Linked DNA regions of Drosophila melanogaster: region 2 is linked to region 1. The links are chromatin contacts, called in public Hi-C maps. All regions are on one chromosome and are shown on one strand. The core of a region is the stretch at or near the end of the contact, and the rest is flanking DNA. Distances in the headings are between cores, read along the strand shown. Region 1 holds the start of bi (bifid). Region 2 holds the start of peb (pebbled).

Region 1 (6,703 bases), core at 1,682-4,181:
CGGTGGGTGGAAAATCTTCGAGAAGGGGCAACGTTGCACTTGACAGCTGCGAGCTCAGAAAACTTTTTGGACGCCATCAAAAGGCTCGATGAAGTGCCTCGAGTTTTTTCGAGAGCAATCTCCATCGAAATCAATTTGATCCCGTAACAAGTAGCATCCTCCCGCTGACTATATACAATTTCTACCCACCTGCAGGCACACGCACCCTTGCCAGGAGAGAGAGAGCTACGAGCTACGAGCTACGAGCTACGAGCTGTGGGTTGGATTCTCTTGAGTTTTCCACCGAGCTTTGCTTATAAATTAAATTCGTAATTGATTCCTGAATCCGCAATCCTGCAAATGGGATTACAACACGTTGGAAAATCGCCCGAATGAGAACCACCCCCGGCAAGCCATCATCAGCTAGGTGGGGGTTTTTGTGTGGAGGAAAATTGCGTGAGTGCTGCTGAAGTCTGAGGCCAAAGGAAGTTGCTGGATGTCAGTCAGCTTTGCACGAGACAGCAGGACCAGGTTCTACTTCCCCAGCGCTTGGCTTCTTCCTCCCCTGCCAAGTCAGCTGGCGTGTTAGTCAGTCAATAGATAGAGCCAGGATAGCAGGATACAAAGGATCTGTCCATCGGATGTACAAACGTACACGCATCCATATACGAGTATGTACACACACATATAATATAGATGTGGTGCGTATTTATCGGTTAAGTGTGCAGTGTGTTTGTTGCCTTCAACCCCAAAAAAAAAAAAAAAACAAGGATAAGTGCCGCATCCAGGCCATTCCCAATTCCCGAAATCCAAAAAATACAATCCCCTCTTCCGTTTTCTTCCGCCGGTTGTAGCAACAACAATGGAGCTGGCATTTTATAGTAGCAGAGTACACAGTACATACCCCACCGAATACGGAATACGGAATACTGAATCGTGATTCCCGAATCATAGCCATATCCATGTCATAAGTCCGTTAGCAGCTTACCAACGAACAACCCCGACTGGAAACCTCACCAATTAATTGGTGAAGTCAGCAAAAGATATAGGTATTATGTGTTGTGGTATTTTGGAACTATTTTAGGTATATATAACACTTAATTCCGTAATTCGATCAAGACAATATATATTTCCAACTGTGTAATAATGTAATCCCTACTAAATGAGGATCAAAAAGAAAATGCATGTTCCCTCGGAAACAAGAAGAAAACATTCTCTAATATGTAATACAAATGGTTAAGGGTTGTTACCTACTTTCGAAAAGGGTTGAGTACTACGTTTCTAAACAGTCATAAAAGTCACTAATCGCTAATAAGCAGTGCAATAAACTACTCGAAAGAGAAAATTATTTTGGTGCTGGGGAAAATCCTTTCCTACAAAACATTGCTCTGTAAACGCGAATGATAATAGCCAGTGGCTTGGAATATTAGATTTATAAATATCCTTGATTTTCAGGCTTAGTATTTCGAAATTAGAACAAGTAGTCAAAATGTTTGCACGTTTTAAATCCTTTTCCGTATAACAATAGATAAATAGAAAAATGTCTAATTATTTTTGTACATCTTCAAGTGAAAGAACTTTGTGTGAGACCAGATTGATCGAGTGCTTGGCCAAGTATTCATTCTTGTGTTCATGGCTCAGTTCGTTTGGCACAACAGAGCGAAGCGACAAATCCAGTTCTGAATACAAGTTTGTATCGGTGGTCCTAGGCGGCTACGATCTCCTCCGCGAATCCCCTTGATCCCCTCCCTATTGAATAAGGCCCCATACAAAAAACCGGACTGTGCCGCAGACGCCGACTTGAGATATTATGTTTTCCGCAGCTGTCAAATTTGATTTGACAAATGTAAATAATACGGACAGACAAAGAGATTGTTGACATAATGGAAGGCGAGCTGATTTACACTTTTAGCTGCGTGTCGAGATGCGATCGTGATCTCGTCTCCGGAACCCCGCTCCCCAACTCTCCCCCCCCCCCTTATCCATCGCCATACATTGCATATATATAGTTTTTTTTTTTTTTTCTTTTTTGTTTTGTCATGCCTGAACAACTTGCAAATCTAGCGACTGTTTGACTGACTGCCTCCGGCTAATGGCTACAAATTGTCACATCAGTTAAGTAGCGAAAAAAGTATGAGAAAACAATTGACGAGGCGATAAACTGATGATACGGGTTCGGAAAGAGTTAGCTAATTGGATAATGGTTCCGATTTCGTTGCGCTTGAGCAGATCGGGATGGGGAATCTCCTGGGGGTTGGATCAATCAATCTAGACAATCTCCCTGGTGTTATGCGATGTGATTATCATAATGGGAAGGAGTTCCACCACGCTTTGTTTAAGGACTTTCCTATTAACTCATTGGATCACCAAAATATTGAAAGTAATTATCAGTAGTTCTACATTTAATGTTTGTAAATTTCTCATTTCTCAAGTAGGGAAAAACCAAGGAGTAGATTTTTTTGATAGTATACTATTTATTTCCAAGGGCAGCATAAACATAATATATTTGTATACCATTATGTTTTCATGATCTGAAACGGTATTTTGAAAATCTCAGGCGGAAACCAGTGTGTTTTTTATTTATATTCTTTGGACCTCCCACCTTGCTGTTGTTTGATTTTTATATATGTTTTTTTTTTTAAGTTTAAATACTCCACACTTTACGCACTTTTCAAACACAATTTTCTTTAATCTTGTCAGGTTTTCAAAAAATTCTGGACTGCACAAAAAAACAAAACAAAACAGAATCTGCAGGGTGATGTTGTTTCTTGATTCCTTATCGTCGACGGCCACGAAACGGTTAACGGTTAGCGGTTAAACGGTGAGCCGTATCGGTTAAGGTCAGTGTATTTATTTTGCCTTCGGATTGAAGCAAAAAAGGGGAATCACACGTAAACACGGCGAGACATTTGGTTTATCTGACGACGCGACGGCAAAAGCGTTTGACGTGAGCGTGTGACAGGCGGCGACTGCTGGCCGAGAACGATCCAAAAAGCCGAAAAGCCCGAAAAACGAAAAAAAAAAAAAAAACAACAAATAACCGGGCCAAGACGACGCCGAGCGCCAAAGTGCAAGAAGCCGGCAGCGACGTTCGCAGCGACGCCGGCAGAATGCGAAAGTGGGGAATCCCCATCGCGTGGGGGGAGGTGGGTTGGCCCGTGTTATGTTCACCACACGCGGGCAAAAAAGCTAAGGCCAGCTTAGCATAGGTTTTCCCCCTCGCCGTGCTGTCGAATGACAAGCATTTTGACACCCAAGTCGTGGGTAGTCTTGTAGTTGCTATTTTGTGGGTTACATATTTTCTTTTTAAAGCCCTTCTGTGTAATCCCTACACTCTATGCTCTCAGCTTTACTTGGCGAGGCCATTCTTTCTTTGCTTTCCTTCTTCTTGTCTTTATACGTAGCCTACCCTCCTGGTCTAACCCTATATAAGTATAAACGTATTCTTTCTTTCTTTGAGTGAAATCCCTCTGTGCGTTTTAAACCCACGTACACCCCTGGATTTTCCGCTGTGATCTCCGCTCTTCGTTTCATATGAAGTGTCGACGTTTACTAACAGAATTCCAATTTTGAATGACGCTATTCGCCACTCTGCTCGACGCTTTGCTTCACAAAACCCACCACGGCAGCACAGTCGACGTCGGCAGAGGCAGAGGCACGAATTCGCCTCGTTTCGCTTCGTTTTGAGTGAGCACTTCTTTGCATGTGTGTGTGTGTGTGTGTGAGTAATTGAGCACTTACTCAGAACCGGTTTATGCTAGGTTTTTTTTGTATCCTATTTGGTCCGAGCCAGGATAACAACACGCCGGATAACTCACGCACATTCGAATCGCATCCTTTGACTTCTTGGGAAAAAAGGACAACGGCTTAACCGTTAAATGTGTGTGTGTATGGTGTCCATTTTTTTTGGGGGGGGATACTACGAAAAACTGGAGCACAGATTAAGTCGCTGCCAAGCGAAAATAAACAAATTTGCAGAAATACGTGGAACCAATTTCGGGTAAAAGGAGCCAAATAAAAAACAAACTAGGATGTTGGCATTGTTATGACCTTAAGTATATGAAATCTGGAAACAGCTTTAAGATATTAAAACAGCTAAGAATCCTTTTAAGACGTAAATATGATTGTAGCTATTAGTTAAGTAATATATATACCATATATATATGTATATATTTGGGTTGGAAATACTTGGTAATCAAATGAAAGTAAAAACAAAAAGCTCAGCTTTAAAAAAAACACTAAATATTAATTCTAAGTTACAGAAAAAATATACAAAACCAGAGATAGTTGGGACTGTATTCAGATTGAGCTAACAGCTTATAAGAAATTATTTAAAAGGATTTTCGTAGGAATAATTGTTGAATTTTTTATATCTTGAACTGAGAATTTAGAATTTTAAGCAACTTTTTTTTTATATATTAACGAATTTATAAATTATAAAGCTTAAAAAAGGAAGAAGCTCAACAAGAAGCAAAAAGAAGGATGAAGATTGTGCGTGCGAAAGGGAGGACCGATGTCACGCAGAGCTAACGGTAGTCGGAATGCCATATGACACTTTCCTTCGCTTTTCGCCTTTTCTTGGGTTTTCATCCGCCGAAGCGCCAGAACGTAATGAATAAAATATGCAATAAGCGTAAAGCAGTAGAAATATGCAAATTCGTTTACAACGTCGCATCTTCTCTACTCTTGCTTTCAAAACCTCCATCCACAAACGCATTCCCTCTCGCTCACACTGCGGCACTTTCGCATGGGTGCGAAAAAGACGGCCATAAAGCAACGCCCCCTGCAAGGCGACCATTTTACACAGTTTCATGTGCGCAAGAACGAGAAGGCAAGTGCCAGAGGGAATGCGCATTCTCGGTGAGAAAGAGTGGGAGAGCGAGTGAATGTGTGTGTGTGTGTGTATGACTGAGTGAGTGAGTTGAGCGTTTTTTACCGGACTGTGGTGAGTTTTTTTCTCATCTCATCGCGATCGCTTAGTGGGCGGAGTCTCGGGCTTGTGTTCATGTGTGTGCGTGTAGAAGCGAGATAGCGTTACATGGCGAGAAGGAAAACACGCACACACACGTAGTCAGCGATTTTGTCACACAGGCAAAAATGTCCTTTTCCGTCTCCGTGCCTTCTCGTGTCCCTTATTTCTCAGTTTCCACTTCACCTATATGGCTTTATTCGGTTTTTTGGCGCGAAATTTTAGGCTCAAATTCGGAAAAGGGAGCTAAAATTTGGAGAAATAATAGAAGCACAGAACTTTGAAAAATAAAATTTCTTTAAAAAAAAAGAAAAATGTTGAAAAGATATTGCTGTGATTATGAAATTACAGCTCGCAATGTAGGAACTCAGATAAATATTGAATTCAAAACAAATAAATGATTAATACGTCAGTTATTTCTTTGGATAATTTGTGCTTCAAATATTGAATTTTTGATAATTCCAGATCACTAATCTTAAAAATTTTAAATTTAAAATAATTATAAAATAAATGTGTAGCAATTAAAAAACGAGGGTACATTTCGTTTCTCTGCCAAACCATTTCCGAATGCCCAGAACATCAAAAATAACATGTAAGAAGTTCCTGAATGCATCTGCCATGGCCGATGAGAATCAACTGTAAAATATGGCGCAATGTGCAATTGTTGATAATGGGGCATGTGGCGCGCATATCCTACCGATTCGCTATTCCGTATAGCCCGACTTTTTTACGCAGCTCTGGCGCCTGCGCCTCGCCTGCTAATTAGTCGAAGCTCCCGATCCCGAGGGATATACGAAAAGGGTGGCGTTTGGGGGGTCAGGAATACACTTGCTCCTTGTATTTGCTAAACTTTGCATTAAATTTTGGCGCTGCACAGGCTGTGGCAATTAATTTAGAGGCGCAACAAGCGTTGAAAGCGTCGAAATGAAGTGTGACGAGCATCGCAGAGGAGCTGCCACATTGCCACAGATGTATTTCCTTGTCCTCGGGGGAAGGATTGCACTGCAAGGAAGAAGGGCCAAATACTGGGTTCCCAAATAAAAATATGTAATATTTATTATTATTATTTGTAGTCTGAATTGCTTAGGTTTAACGCCCCAGAAAAATCCAAACAAAACATGGAAAGTTTTGCGTTTTTCCAGTGATATTTCTAATGTCTTTTTTTTTTTTGCCCAGTGCATGGAGGGCGTGCTGCAGGCTTTCCCACCTTTCCTTGGCTGCCTTACCGTGTCATCTTTTTCGGTTTCTCCAGGCGAATGTCAATGTGCGTGACTTTTGTTGCCGATGTAGCTGCTGTTTTCTGCCTTTTCCAGTTGCATCATTCAACCATGACAACAATCATCTCCTCGGCTTCTTTTTGCTCTGTGCCTTTGTTGCTGTTTGCTGTTGCTGTTGTTGTCAAACACTAGACAACAAATTGTTGTAATTATGTTCAGGTTGCGTTTCGCTTGTCGCTTCCCGATGTCATAATGCTACCCGCAATTATGGTAAAAGTTGCATGAAACAAAACAGCAGCAATAATAGTAGTAGTAGTAGTAGTAGAGCAGGAGCAGTAGCAATAATAATGGTAACTGCAAACAAACAACAAGCCCAGCGGAAAACGTTTCATTTTCAGTTATGAATTGACAAGAGTCTCTCCATTTTTTCTCTTTTTTTTTTTGTTGTCTTCTCTGCATTGTTTTGTTTTTGTAAAATGAGCGAGGGAAATGTGGAAAACCGCCAGGGAATTAGAAGTTGGGTGTGCCCTTTTCGCAA
Region 2 (6,703 bases), core at 3,087-5,586, 200 kb before region 1:
TTGCATCCAAATGGACGCAGAGAGCGGGCAGGGTCTCGAAATCGGAGGCTCCGCAGGCGGGACAACTTAGGAGCAAGGCAGGTGAGGCGGATGGCGATGGGGTAGGGGAACGCGAGGCGGCGCCAGATGCACTGGCTCCGGCCAAAAGAGTGGCGACATCGGGAGTGCTGGTCAGCATGGCCACATCCGCATCGTCGGCCTCCTCATCATCCATATCCTCCTGCTGCTCACTCTCGATGATGTTGTTGTTGATGGTGGTCTTCAGTCGACGCTGCTTGTTCTCCGTATCCTGATCCTCAGTCGAAACCTCCAGCTCCTCCAAGTCCTTTAGATTGTTGTTAGCCTTGTGCGAGTTGTTGTTGTTGTTGTTAAGGGAACTGCTGCTGCGACTGTGACTATGTCCACTGGACACGTCCGTGGAGCAGCTGGCATCGCTTTCGTAGCTCTCCGCTCGGGCGGATAACGTGTTGCCCATCAATTGCTGCTGGGCGGGATTCTGCTGCTGCTGCGACGGCTGATGTTGCTGCTGCTGACGGCGCTGCTGCTGCGACTGTTGCTGCTGCTGCAGCGACTGCTGCTGCTGCGACTGCGACTGCGACTGCGCAACTTGATGCTGTTTGTGGGTGCGCATGTGACGGTGCATGTTGCCATTGGTGGTGAACGTCAGGTGGCAGTAGCGGCAGTTAAAGGGACGCTCGCCCGTGTGAACCAGCACGTGTCTGTCCAGGGATGAAGCCGAGGATAGCACCTGTTTATAGTTTCAATTTGGATGGTGGGAGAAACGAAGAACAGGTGAGTGAGTAATCAGGCGATCAGGGGTTAATAACCTACGGCTAGCTCTTCTAAGTCCTAGCACATCTGTCTATTCATCAATTTAAAGCAGTAGTTCATCTCAACTACTCGAAACTAACTTGCTTTCAAAGCAATATTGAAAGTCTTCGTTTGAGATTTGAACGCTTCTTTCGATATTCCTTAAATCTATATCTAATCTAATGAAAAACAAAGGGTGCACACAATTTGAGTGACCACAATGACTCACCTTGGAGCAAATGCGGCAGGTGAAGTTCTCCGTATCGCCATTGGCGTAATTGTGGCACCGGATGTGGTTGGTGAACTCGTGCGGCGTGGCTGAGACCACCTCACAGATTGGGCAAAGGTATTTCATATGCTCGTCGCCGGCTCCGATGCCTGATTCACCGCTGGAGAGGCACTGTCCCTGGGGCGAGGAGCCACCGGATCCGCCACTGCTGCTGCCGCTGCTGCTGGATGCTGCGTTGATCGCTGCTCCGCCGACTGGAGATGGAGCCACTGCGCTAGCACCAATACCACTGGTCGCAGTAGTGTTCGTAGCGCTGCTACTGTTACCCAGATAGCCACTGTGGCCAGTGGTGCTGCTGGCGTCCACGAATCCCGATTCCGAGAGACTGGCCGCCGAGCGATTCAGACGAAATTTCTTGCGCAGCGAACTGGCATCGCCACTGCTGTAGTCCATCACAATGGATGCCTGTGTGGTGGCGCCACCACTGCGACGCTGCTTGTGCCGTCCCAGATTCCTTGAGCCCAAGGCGGCCACCTGGTCGCCATCCTCCTCGTCCTCATCCTCCTCCGCCTCCGCCTCCGCCACGTCTTCATCACTCAGCAGATCCGACTGCTGGTGATGCTGCTGCTGCTGATGGTGATTCAATTGCAAATGGCGAATTTTGCGCTTGCGCGAAGATGTCACCGTAGCCAGCTCATGTGGCGTGGATGTGGTCTGTGTAGAGCCACTGTTACCGCCCAGTTTTTTGGGCGTACGTCCCAGATCCAGATGCTCCAGCGAGGACTCCGATGTGGTGGAGTCCCGTCGCTGGCGCTCCATTTCCGATTCCACTGTGCTGTTGTTGTGCTGTTGCTGTGCGGCGAGCATTTTTCCAACGGCTAGTTAACTGTGCTGATTTAGAAGATTCGAGAGAAAAAGAAGAAAGGACTTTTAGAGATGGGTATAGATAAAGCACGTGTAATAAGAACTCTATCGAAAAATCGAAGCACTTGAACAAGTGTTGACACTAATTAGATAACTCGAAGACAAAAGAAGTGTATCAAATATACTAAACACTTATAATCGCAAGTATTTTTATTACTTTTTGTCCAACCCCACCAAAGTTTTGCAACACTCGCTGATTCAAAAATGTAATTACTAGCTTTATGAAAGTCTGAAGATGGAAAGAAATCACGCGTAAACAAATGATATCCACACTGACAGCGTTCCATTCTGTAAACTGGGTGTAGGGTTCAATTAATAACAGAAAATCGATAGTGGGGCACCCTGCATTCTCCAGTCTTCGATTGTCGCGTAATACTAAACTAAATCTTGAGTAACGTAAACAGCTGATTCAGGCAAGTAAACAATGCAACGGAAAGATGAAAAAACAGAAGCGGAAAAGCTATTTGAAATCGAGTTCCTGTGAAGAGCGAATAAGAAGAATTGGCGACTGTTGCAAGTGCATCCGCAGAAAGGTGCGAAGAATTGAATTCAATACACATCTGGCAATGCTGCTCTTATCAAGAATTTCGGTGTGTGGGTGAAAAATGTGGGTACACTCATTAGCATTTACCGTTATCAAGGCTATGACTATGAGCGGTGTCCCAGTTGTTGTCGTTGTTGTTGTTTCTTTGGGTGGTAGTGGATCGATTTGAAAATCCTAACTTCCCCCCGAAAGGCAACAAAAATAAAGAAACTCTGAAACCTCAGAGGCTGATCAAAAATTTCTACCGATAACGAGCCCACTGTTCGCTATATATACATACACACATGCATACATCCAGTCATATACACATATAATTTTTTCGGTAAATGTGTGTTAGTTGTTTGTTGTCCATTGGCTTTCGGTTTGGCCTTTCATTTTGGTTGGCTGATTTCAATTTCGTTGTCCATGAGTCATGAAAAGTCATTGAGATAAAGATTCCCTCCCGAATATATACTTTTTGGGGCGGGGAATTGTTGGGCGGTTTTCACACCTTTATGACCCTTGGGAATTATCAATGAACACAACTTGGTCAGTGAAAAAACAAATTTCTAATCGCCATCTAACGGAATCAAGCCGAGTGAAGTGAACCGTTTGACATGGAGCACAACCCCTGCGATATTAAACAGATCATCAATCTGAATTAAACCCTATAAACGTCGCCTCATCATCCCTGACCACGGAAATTTCTGGCTTTTCGGACTGGACTGTCTGTGTGTGCGTGGTGTGTCAAAGTTCAAGGGTTTTAGCATCGGTCATGGGTAATTTTTTGACCCGGCTAATTGCAGGCAGAACTTGACCCAAAACACCAAGGGAGGGGTTTTGGGAATGGACTTGAATTGAAATGTTTTCAAACATTGTGATCGTAGGAAAATAATTTTATATAAACATTTTCCTTTTGATTTAATCGGAATATAATGAATTTGGATCATTAAATTATTTTAACGATTTACGGAAGAATTAAACTGGCATATATATTTTCATTACTTCATCTTTTTTAAATAATATTTCTAATATCTAAGTCGATTTTAAAACACTGCTGCACTTCAATTGCATTTAAAAATTGCATTTCAAATGTGTTTGAAAACTAAGCTTTTAAATTTTATTTTAAAACGGTTGTGCTAATTTTAAATTCAACAATTTTTGTTCTTAACAATTTAACACAAAAATGTTAGCTTAGCTGAAGACCCAATAACTTTTCCAATTTCATCCTTTTGATAATCCATGTTTTCTGCGCTCGATTATTTATCCAAAGCAACAACAAATTGTTCACGCACAAATCACAGAAACAACATAAAAAAAAATCCAAAACAATCACTGTTAAAAAATTACCTTAGTGGATATTTAGTTGTGAAATTGTGTTCAACAGTTGCGACGGCATTCCAACTCCGGATTTCGCACTGTTTTAGGCTTGGTTCCCGTTGAAAAATGATTTTTGGTGGCTTTTTGGTGTTTTGTGTTTTATGTTTAGTGTGTAGGTTTTTTTTTTAATTCTTGTCAGATAACTTAATTCAGATAGCACTTATTTTTTGGTTCACTTAATATTTTTCACACTTCTTTGGCCTTAAAGCTTAGTATTCCAAAAATTCCCAATGGTTTGTCGTTTAAAAAAAAAACGTGAAAAAAATATGCAGTTTGCGTTTGATATTTCTTTGTAGGCTTAGAATTGAGAAATTCTGTTTATGTTTTATTATATTTTTATTTTCTACAAGTTAGTTATTTGATTTGTCTGCTTTTGAGTTGGTTTCTTGAAGCGCCGCGCACGAGTTTTGTATCTTATTCTCAGCGCAGCCGCAGCGCAACCGATTCGGCAGATGAAAATCGACTGATGTTGTATTTATAAAGTTGTATTTATAAATACAACGGCTGCGCTGCGCTGCCGCCGGCGGCGTCGCTGTCCGCGAGAGCGAGAGCGTAAAATTTGAAATGAAAAGAGAAAAGAGAGAAGAGAGAAGCAGTCTGGTTTTTCTCATTTTTTTTTCAACGGAGGCAGCGCAGCTTGGATTTTCTTTCCTTCTCATTCTTCGTTTCAAATTTGTCTTCTTCTTTTTCTTTATTTGGCGCAAATAGGATTACACATTGGGTGCGTGTGTGTGTGTGTGGAAGAGCGAGAGGGCCGTACTCATCTTTCATTGGAATTGGAAATTACAGTGGACACTTGACAACTGGAAATGGGATGCACGATACTAGATCTGAGCGTAGAAGAAGTATATCTAATCGAAGATGCATTATTTGTGTAGTATTTCCTTCTTTTAATATTTATGGAATACTTCAGTTTGACCTAGGACTTTAAACCAAAGTCACCATTTTTTTCAATAACTAGAAAAAAGTATTAATATCGGCAAAATAAATACTTCGGGAAATGAGTCTGAAATCTTGTTAAAAAATGAAACAAAATCAACGGATGTAGGATAGAAATGTGCCAGACTACCAAATCTCCAATTGTCAACTTTTTCTGCCTTCTATACGAGTGATCACTGTATGTAGCACCCACATACACATATGCATATGTCTGGATGCATTTTGGATTTTTGGGCAAATCCCGTTGCCATTGGCCACGCTGGCCATGTTTGTTGCCCTTTCTGTCGCACTTCATCTAGCGATGAGCACATCCAGATCTTCGTGTACATATGCCCATACATATGTATGTATGTATGTATGTATGTATGTATGTACATACATATGTGCTCATCCATAGCTGTGAACATCCCCATCCGTGTATCCGTATCCATTAACCCCCGAGCGGATACTTCCTGGCCAGTTTCTCAACCTTAACCTCTAGCTGTGCCCAGAACGGAAGTCGGAGACGATCGAGTCTCTTTTCGGTCCCTCTTTTCACCTTTCACCTTTTCAGGGTGCGTCATACAGCAATCAAGCAGCATTGAAATTAACATTAATGCACCGAAAGAAATGTCATGTAGCTGCCCGTAGTTCTGCGATTCTTTGGGGATAGCGTTCTCCAAATATAAAGGCTCTTTTTCCATGCTCTTCGATACTCATAGGTGTTTAGGTACCGTCGAGAGGTCAATTTTAAATAGTGTCAGCTGCCGAAAGAATGTACATATGTATGTATGTAAATTAGGTGACCAGCAACCCTTCAGCATCTCATCCAAAAATCGATGCATTCGATCGATTCTCCACTCAAAGAAAAATAATGCAAAACAATTGTAACAACAGAGGTAAAAATAAAAATAAATGAGCACAATAATACAACGCAAGCAAAAGCAGAAAAAAAGGCGGCGAAATTGTGCAAAAAATGCAGCAAGAGTTCAATACACTCGCCCACTCACACACACAGACACAAACACGCGCCCCTACGCACACACACACATACACACACACTAGAAGGCACAGCGACACGTGCAACGCGCTGTTTGTACACAATTTAATAATATTTACGTTTTGTTTATAATGAACTTGAAAAATTCGCACAGTGGTTCAGCGATTAAAAACTATAGCTCACTCAAAAGTGACAAAATTATGTTGTAATCATACAAATTTTTCAGAGATCTTAATATTATTAATATATAATTATCTTATTTTCGGAATTCAGTGTCGAAAAGAATGCAAATTTCCATCGAAAGCGATTGGAAAACTTAGTCGCTTGCGTCACTGTCTTTTTGAGTTGGTTGCGCATGCGCGTGGGTGGCACAATAAATACAATAAATACAAGAAATACAATAAGCACAGTAACAACAGCAACAACAATGACAGCCAACGCCAAGCACAATTACAACAATATAATGATGGTAATGGCAATGCGTGTTAAATATACATTAAAAGCCAGCCAGATATGATATGCATTGCATTTTTGCCATATGCAAACAGCTGAGAAACCAAACCAAAGTGTTTCAGTTTCGGTTTCGTTTTCAGTTTCTGTATCAATTTCCCTTTTTTTCAATTTTTCCGTTTTCAATGGAGACGGAAAGTGTTGGCGTTGCAAATAGTAGCAGTCGACGCAGAAGAAGAAGCAGCGGCAGAAAGGGGCAACATTAACATTTAATTGCCAACATTTAGTTAGCATTTAGCTTAGCATAAAACAAATAGCAAACAATGCTGCCAACTGAAAATCCCACGCGCTGCTCTTCAACATTGAAAACTCCACCTCCCCCCCCCCCCCCCCACCTCACACACCCTTCACAACACTGCTCCACATAATATTGCGCTCTTTATCACTTAGTAACTTGGTTGTGGGTATA

Evidence for each region. A called contact is a pair of places that touch in the nucleus more often than the background predicts.
Region 2: a contact with region 1 is called in a Hi-C map of the Kc167 cell line, with 2.5 times the contacts expected there. The contact joins the promoter of peb here to the promoter of bi in region 1. A contact is called at or near these places in 20 of 107 Hi-C or Micro-C datasets (the Kc167 cell line, the OSC cell line, the S2 cell line and 8 more).

What each region holds. Positions count from the first base shown.
Region 1 is chrX:4,409,690-4,416,392 of dm6, reverse strand. bi (bifid) reads right to left here and starts at 2,931. Exons shown (of 8, transcript NM_001297932.1): 1 at 2,494-2,931. All of the region lies in intron 3 of lncRNA:CR32773 (long non-coding RNA:CR32773), which reads left to right.
Region 2 is chrX:4,615,197-4,621,899 of dm6, reverse strand. It overlaps peb (pebbled), which reads right to left and starts at 4,336. Exons shown (of 3, transcript NM_001014722.2): 1 at 3,837-4,336; 2 at 1,040-1,925; 3 at 1-748. The coding sequence starts at 1,906.